Regions from separate parts of the Rattus norvegicus genome. Here region 2 is linked to region 1. Evidence: chromatin contacts called from public Hi-C data. All regions are on one chromosome and are shown on one strand. Each heading gives the region's core, a stretch centred on a gene start, on an enhancer-like site or on the middle of the called end of the contact. The rest is flanking DNA. Distances are from core to core; before and after follow the strand shown.

Region 1 (3,250 bases), core at 741-3,240:
GCTGAATCTCAGCTCCTGAGAAGTAAGCCCATGGCTATCAGCTCTCAAATAGCAGGCTAGAAACTCCTCTGCCTTGGAGTAATGAGACCCGCAGGAGGGAGGGACTCAAGCCGAAGGATGCCATTGAGGGCCACCTTTTGTGTCAAGAGGCAGAATGAACAAGGCTCTGTCAAGATGCTCCTCCTGGCTACATCTGGACGGTCAAACACGCTAACACTCCCAGACACTGAACTCTCAGAAAAACCACAGTGATTGCTCTCCCGCCTTTGCATTCTCAAACTCTGCTTTTGAGGTTCAAACTTTCACCATCAAATCTATGTAAAACAGTGAAATCCAGACTCAGAACTAGATCTGAGTCCACTTCCTCGAATTATTAGGAAGTAGTTTCGTTTCCTTTGGGGCCCCGCCCTTCTCAGGCTCTGATCTCCCACCCTTCCTTTGAGGTGGGGGAAGGCTGGGCAGAAATAATGTTCTTTCAAGGACGGGTTCTCAGTCTCTCAATGCCTTCAGGAAGATGACAGGAACAGACAGGATTACCACCTTTCAAAACAGTACCACCTTTCAAAACAGTACCTTTGTTTCCGTTTTTTTTGTTTGTTTGTTTGTTTTTGGGTTTTTTTTTTTTTTTGAGTAGTGGTGGAGGCAAAGAAACATGTCACAGAGATGCCCAGACGTAAACTGGAAATAAGGCCGCTGAACTCAGCCAAAGGAACCAGAAGCTTCTCCTTTTAAAATAAAAGCCAACACTGCTTTACCAAATAGGCAGCAAGGCCCTCGTCATTTTCCACTTCCTCTTCACCCAGCCTCTGTACCCACAACTCCTCATCACTGACTGGAAAAGACTTGCTGCCAGCAGGCTCGGACACGGCTGATTTTAGAGGGGGGAGGGGGCACGCAAGCATGGAATCCCGGGTCCAGAGAGCAGCAACCCTCGGAGTAGCAGCAGGTGATCCCTTTATTTCTTTTGGGGGAATAAAGCAGTAAAGACTTTCAGCAATTCTAGCTCAAGAAAGTCCACACCTCAAACTGTGTGTAAATCTGAATCCAGAATTATGTCAAATTTTGGTCGAGTCCTAAACTTGAATTAATCAGATGGGAATTCCAACTCTCCGAAGAAGTCCTCCGCCCCATTACGAGTAACTAACTTTACCAGGCTTACTGGGTGTAACGGAAACCTGGCTTCACCCAAAAAGCGCCTTCAACCAGTGTCCACCGGATCCTTAACGTGGGGAAGGTGGGTGCTGCACGTGCCTCATCGCACCCTGGGCGCGGGGGTGAGAGGGTCCCACATTCCCTCCCACCCGGGAGTTCACTGTCAGTGGCTATGCACTCGCAGGTCACCCTCCCCAGAGCCCTGAGTGCCAGCCACACGACCCAGGAAGGGCCCTCGCCTCGGCCAGGTGGAGGCTCCGGGGCCACAGAAGAGGCTGGGACGTGACAGCTCGGCTCGGTGCGCCAAAAGTGAAGCAACTCGGGAAAGTTCCCGGAGCTGCCCCTGCTTCCTGAACCAGCCTCCCGCGCCTCACACACCCCGGCGCACGTACCGACCTGAGATGGTCTCCTGGTATCCCTTGGTGAAGAACTGCATGGCGGTGGCCGCCCTCCAGGGCGTCTTGAGCAGCCCCTGCCGCTGGGGGTCCTCGCCTAGCGAGCGCAGGATGGACGAGTAAGCGGCCGCCAGGTTGGGGAGGTTCAGCTCGTTATCCTCCTCGCTGCGGGGCCGCCCTGCCTTCCAGGCGTCGGCTGGCTGTGCGCCCTTGGCCTCGGGCGGCCGGGACTTCTCGGCAGGTCGGCTGGCCCCGGGCCGCGGCAGCTCCCGCTCGGGGAACCCATTGGTGCACCTTACACCCCGCGGCTTCTCCATGGACCCGGCGCGATTGCTCCCGAGACACCCTAAGGTGCTACCAAGCGCTGCGGCTCGGCTTAGCCGGCGGCCGTGACCTGTGGCTGTCACCGGGACAGGAGTTCAGCACCGAATGAGGTTCGAAGTCTAGGGCAAGCCGCCAGCTGGGGAGCCCCGCCGCGCCTCTCTTTTTATGGCGGGGCGACTCTGCCGGCACCGCGAGGCGTTCTCATTGGCCCGAGCCTCTTGCGTCAAGGCGCTCGCCCCTCCCCTCCGCCCCGCCCTCCTGGAGGGCCCCTAAACCCCGCAGTTGCACAAGACAACCCTCAGGTTGGACCCCCTCGGTTTATGAAGGGAAGGACAGAGTCTGCAAAAAGATAAGAATCCGGGGAGCTAGAACCTCCAAGATAGAGACACCCGTTCCCCCTCACTTTCCACGGGGAAAAGGGGGCGTGTTCGCAAAAAAAAAAAAAAAATGTGGTCTAGTTGCCCTGAGAAAGATGAGCTAACAGGTGACCTTGCTGGGGCAGGCAGGGTGGAGCAAGTAAACTGGTGATAAGCAGCCTTAAGCTCCTTTAAAAATATTTTTTTTTCTTTTTAGGGTCTCCCCCCACCGCCGAGGTCACAAGTAACCCCATTTCTGCTTTCCTTCTCCTCTCTGAAAACCTTCCCGTATAACTCCTCCCTCCTTGCTCTCTTTCAAATTCACAGTCTCTGGGTTTTTTTTTTTTTTTTTTTTTTTTGGTTTTTTGTTTGTTTGTTTGTTTTTTGGTTCTTTTTTTTTTTTCGGAGCTGGGGACCGAACCCAGGGCCTTGCACTTCCTAGGCAAGTGCTCTACCACAGAGCTAAATCCCCAACCCCACAGTCTCTGTTTTTAATAGTCGTTATATATGTATGTGTGTTTCTAAGTATGTAAATACAACCCGCTCAGGATGTATAATGTCACTTGTGTGTTTATGTTTTCAGGGCTAACCTAGTATTGGTGTTCTCTTTCCTGGGGAAGACTACCCCAGTCTAAGCATTCCTTGGTCACCCGTGGATCTTTGTCTAGGGTTAGACCTCATGAGTCATTGTTCCATTCACCCCCCCCCAACCCCACCCCATCCATATATACACCTGATTGGAGTCATTCTTTTGTTGCGTTTTGTTTTACTTTTTGAGACAAAGTCTCGTGGGACAGCTCCGTCTGGCCTGGAATTCACTACGTTGACCACCAGGAAGGCCTTTGATTCAAGGGATCTGCCTGCCTCATACTTCCAAACAATGGGATTAAAAGCATCTGCCCTGGGGTTGGGGATTTAGCTCAGTGGTAGAGCGCTTGCCTAGCAAGCGCAAGGCCCTGGGTTCGGTCCCCAGCTCCGAAAAAAAGAAAAGGAAAAAAAAAAAAAAAGCATCTGCCCTGCCCC
Region 2 (3,215 bases), core at 612-3,111, 60 kb after region 1:
TATCTTTCACTGTTTTGAAAACTCGTCTCACCATGGTTCTGTGGCTCTGGATTTCCTTCTGAAACGGTGTCTTCTCTGTCCTCAGCATCTTCTTCAACTTGACTTCTGACCCGTGGCTGACTCCACTCTGTAGTGGTATGGCTGTAACTGATGGGTCGTAGTGTTATAGCATAAGAAACAAATGCAAAGACCAACTTCATATTCAAGACAGTAAGGAAAATTCAAATAGTTGATGTTCTTTTACCCAGCATTCAGTCTTTCTCTGAAATCCTCTTCTCTCTCTTCTGTCTGGATTTCTGCCAACTCGGCTGCCTTTTCTGCGGCAAGTTCACTAAGTTTTTGAGCCAATATTAATTTCCGAGAGCGAGAAGCATATTTAATGGCTAAATGCACAGCATTTTGAGTCATTAGATCTGCAAGTTCCACACAGCGGAATTCTCGTTCCAGTTTACAAGACAGCTAATCAGGGGAGATTCAAAATCAAATCATGTTAAGTCACACTTAAAAAAAGGAAAGGAAAGGAAAGACTGACAGGACTAGTGCAATTAAGTCTTCTGAGTGCACGATCTAATGCTTCTAAAATGCACACGTACAGCTAGAAAATGCGGACTATCTTATAATTAATGGTGTGCTGGTCTGATCAACAGTGTCCCTTAGAGGCTTAAGTGAGTGAAATAATGGTGCGTTCACAACTAGCAGCTTCGACTCAATGGGACAGGACACATTTCAGATGTAAAGTGCACAAGAACTAGTACAGCTGTTCAAAACCTACACGTAACTCTCCACTTTTTCTCCAGCTGCCACTCACCACAAGGCAGGGAATTTTAAAAAGTGAATTAAGACAAAAACCAGTTACTCTTTGCTCAGAACTGGACAACAAATGCTACTAAGCGAATGTGGATGGGAAAAAGAGACATGCTTAAAATTTCATGTGCAATACTGTCTGTGGCCTTCAACTACCAGAACAGATATACAACTTCTAAATTAACATTTGCACTTTCTATGTCTATAATATAAAATAAGGGTATTCTGGGGCAGGAGGGATGGCTCGGTGGTTAAGAATGAAGGGCTCTGGGAGGCACCAGCATAGCACACATGCCTCTGGCAGGCCTTGCCCCTCCCACTCCCTTCTGCCTTGCTAAACCATAGATTACATTCCTAAAGCTGGCCATCAAGGTCTATTCCCTTACTTAACTAGTCAAAGTACCGAATTCCAGCAACCAAAAGCCCTTTTGTCACCTAATTTACATGCCCAGCCAAAAACAAACCAAATCTTCCTAACAGGTTTCTCTTTTTCCTTTACAAACTGTCATTTGCCATCTGTGTCCCTTCTACCCAGAGGCACCCTTGTCCTTCCAGGGCAAATACCCTTCTCCCTTTCCCTTGTTCCTTTTCCTTCCCCCTTACCCTGTCTCCTGTTCCTTGTTCCTTGCCCCCTTGTCCCTCGTGAAGGAAATAAATCTTTGTGCTGAGAACTTGGTCTTAGGGAGTCCTGGGCCAACTCCAGTTCTTTCAAAGAAGATTTGCTGCTCTTGGAGAGGGCCTAGGTTCTATTCCCAACACCACACAAAGGCTCCTCACTGTCCAGAGCTCCACTTAATACCCTCTTCTGGCCTCCGTTAACATCTTACAAAGAACAGGAGGAGGTGAGAGGAACATTATTCATTTAATGCATCGTAGAAAATACTCGCCTTTGTCTTTGGTTTGAACTGACAACCCAGCACATGACAACTCGAGCTCAGAGTAAGTTCTTAGTACTCTAAGGGACAGAAGAGCTCTTATGACTCACGGTGCAGGAGCATTTTGTAATTTACGCTCCTGCCCTATGAGGAAGAAGCTCTATATCTTCAGCACAGCCTCCTCAGGACTGCTATTACTCTAGAAGAAGCACTTTTAAGCAAAGTGGAACTCTGACTCAGAGGGCAGCATGGTTCTTGCAGTGGCTAGAATGAATTAGCGGTCACTTCCCTCAAAGGTCAACAATGGAATTACATTCCTTTCAATAAACAAAAACCTGAAAACAGGACAACAACCCTTAAGAGACTCCGCTTCAAAGAGAAATGTAGTGAAGAAGCCAGGGCAGCAAACCTAGCCACTGGTGCTGACAAAAGGCTGGGAAATTGGGAAGCCTAAGAACGGTCTTAAAAGTGTCCAACCCTGGAGATCTACAACAGCCATACCTAAACCCTGTGGCGTAGATGAGTAAGAGTCACAACAGTGGCTGTCACACTTGCATCAGCTAGAGCCCGGTGGTGGGCACGACGCCAGAAAAGCTTACTCTCCCACCTGCAGCCTTAGCTGTAGGGAAATAGTTCAAATATTTTAACTGTAACAGCAAAACTGTGATAGAAATTTTAAGGGGAAAAAAAAGCTGTGTATCCTAGAAGGTAGAATTTAGTCTTTCTTTTCTTTTTCTTTTTCTTTTTTTTTCAGAGCTGGGGACTGAACCCAGGACCTTGCGCTTGCTAGGCAAGCGCTCTACCACTGAGCCAAATCCCCAACCCCTGAATTTAGTCTTTACTTACATATATTTAAGGAATTCTACCTAAGGCTGGGATGGTGCCGCACGCCTTTACTCATCACAACGCAGAGGCAGGCAGACATCTGAGTTGGAGGCCAGCCTGGTTTACAGAGCAAGTTCCAGGACAGCCCGGGCTACATACAGAAAACTTGTCTCAAAAGAAAAAAATTTTTTCTCAACCTAAGAAAATAATTAAACTTTAACTTTGCAACATATTTTACTCACCGCAAGCATCTTCATTAAGAGTTCCTGCTGCTCTTTTACTGCCTGTTTTTTAATGCTCTCCTCATAATCATAACCATTTTCAGCCAAGTAATCAAGGTAGTTGTGAAACAGAACCGAATGCCAAAATTGTTCCTGGAAAATGGATAGAAGTACACAAGACTGAACATTGCCTAATACTGGACAAGTGTTAGGTGAACATTAAGGTGCCAACTTTAAATTATTTTCTGAAACCCTCCCTTCTATATGATCTTACTTACAATCCAAATCTCAATGTGCTACAATGGCTTGGCTTTATGTTCTAGCCTTTAAAAAGAGGTGTGTATGTGTATAGCATTTTTGTTTCCTATATGATCAGCCCTCAGAGAACGTCGTAAACCAGTTCTGAAGACGATCTGCTTCCTACCTAACATAACTAACTGCAAGGTTTCAAATGCCTTTTAAAAGCAGAGCTGGGTGCAGAAGTAGGATG

Evidence for each region. Hi-C and Micro-C count contacts between places; a contact is called where the count stands out from the background.
Region 2: a Hi-C map of the A7r5 cell line shows a contact between it and region 1, with 2.0 times the contacts expected there. The contact joins the enhancer-like site here to the promoter of Gch1 in region 1. A contact is called at or near these places in 3 of 12 Hi-C or Micro-C datasets (the A7r5 cell line, the Rat2 cell line and Schwann cells).

What each region holds. Positions count from the first base shown.
Region 1 is chr15:22,915,422-22,918,671 of GRCr8, forward strand. It overlaps Gch1 (GTP cyclohydrolase 1), which reads right to left and starts at 1,991. Exons shown (of 6, transcript NM_024356.1): 1 at 1,549-1,991. The coding sequence starts at 1,864.
Region 2 is chr15:22,975,705-22,978,919 of GRCr8, forward strand. It overlaps Wdhd1 (WD repeat and HMG-box DNA binding protein 1), which reads right to left. Exons shown (of 25, transcript NM_001107255.1): 17 at 2,747-2,878; 18 at 245-459; 19 at 32-147. Among named protein-coding and RNA genes, the nearest start is that of Wdhd1, 26 kb to the right of the region's middle. Within about 2 kb of position 1,862, at least 6 of the 93 cell types and tissues checked have an H3K27ac peak or open chromatin away from gene starts, as enhancers often do. A contact at or near this core is called in the A7r5 cell line, where this site is marked.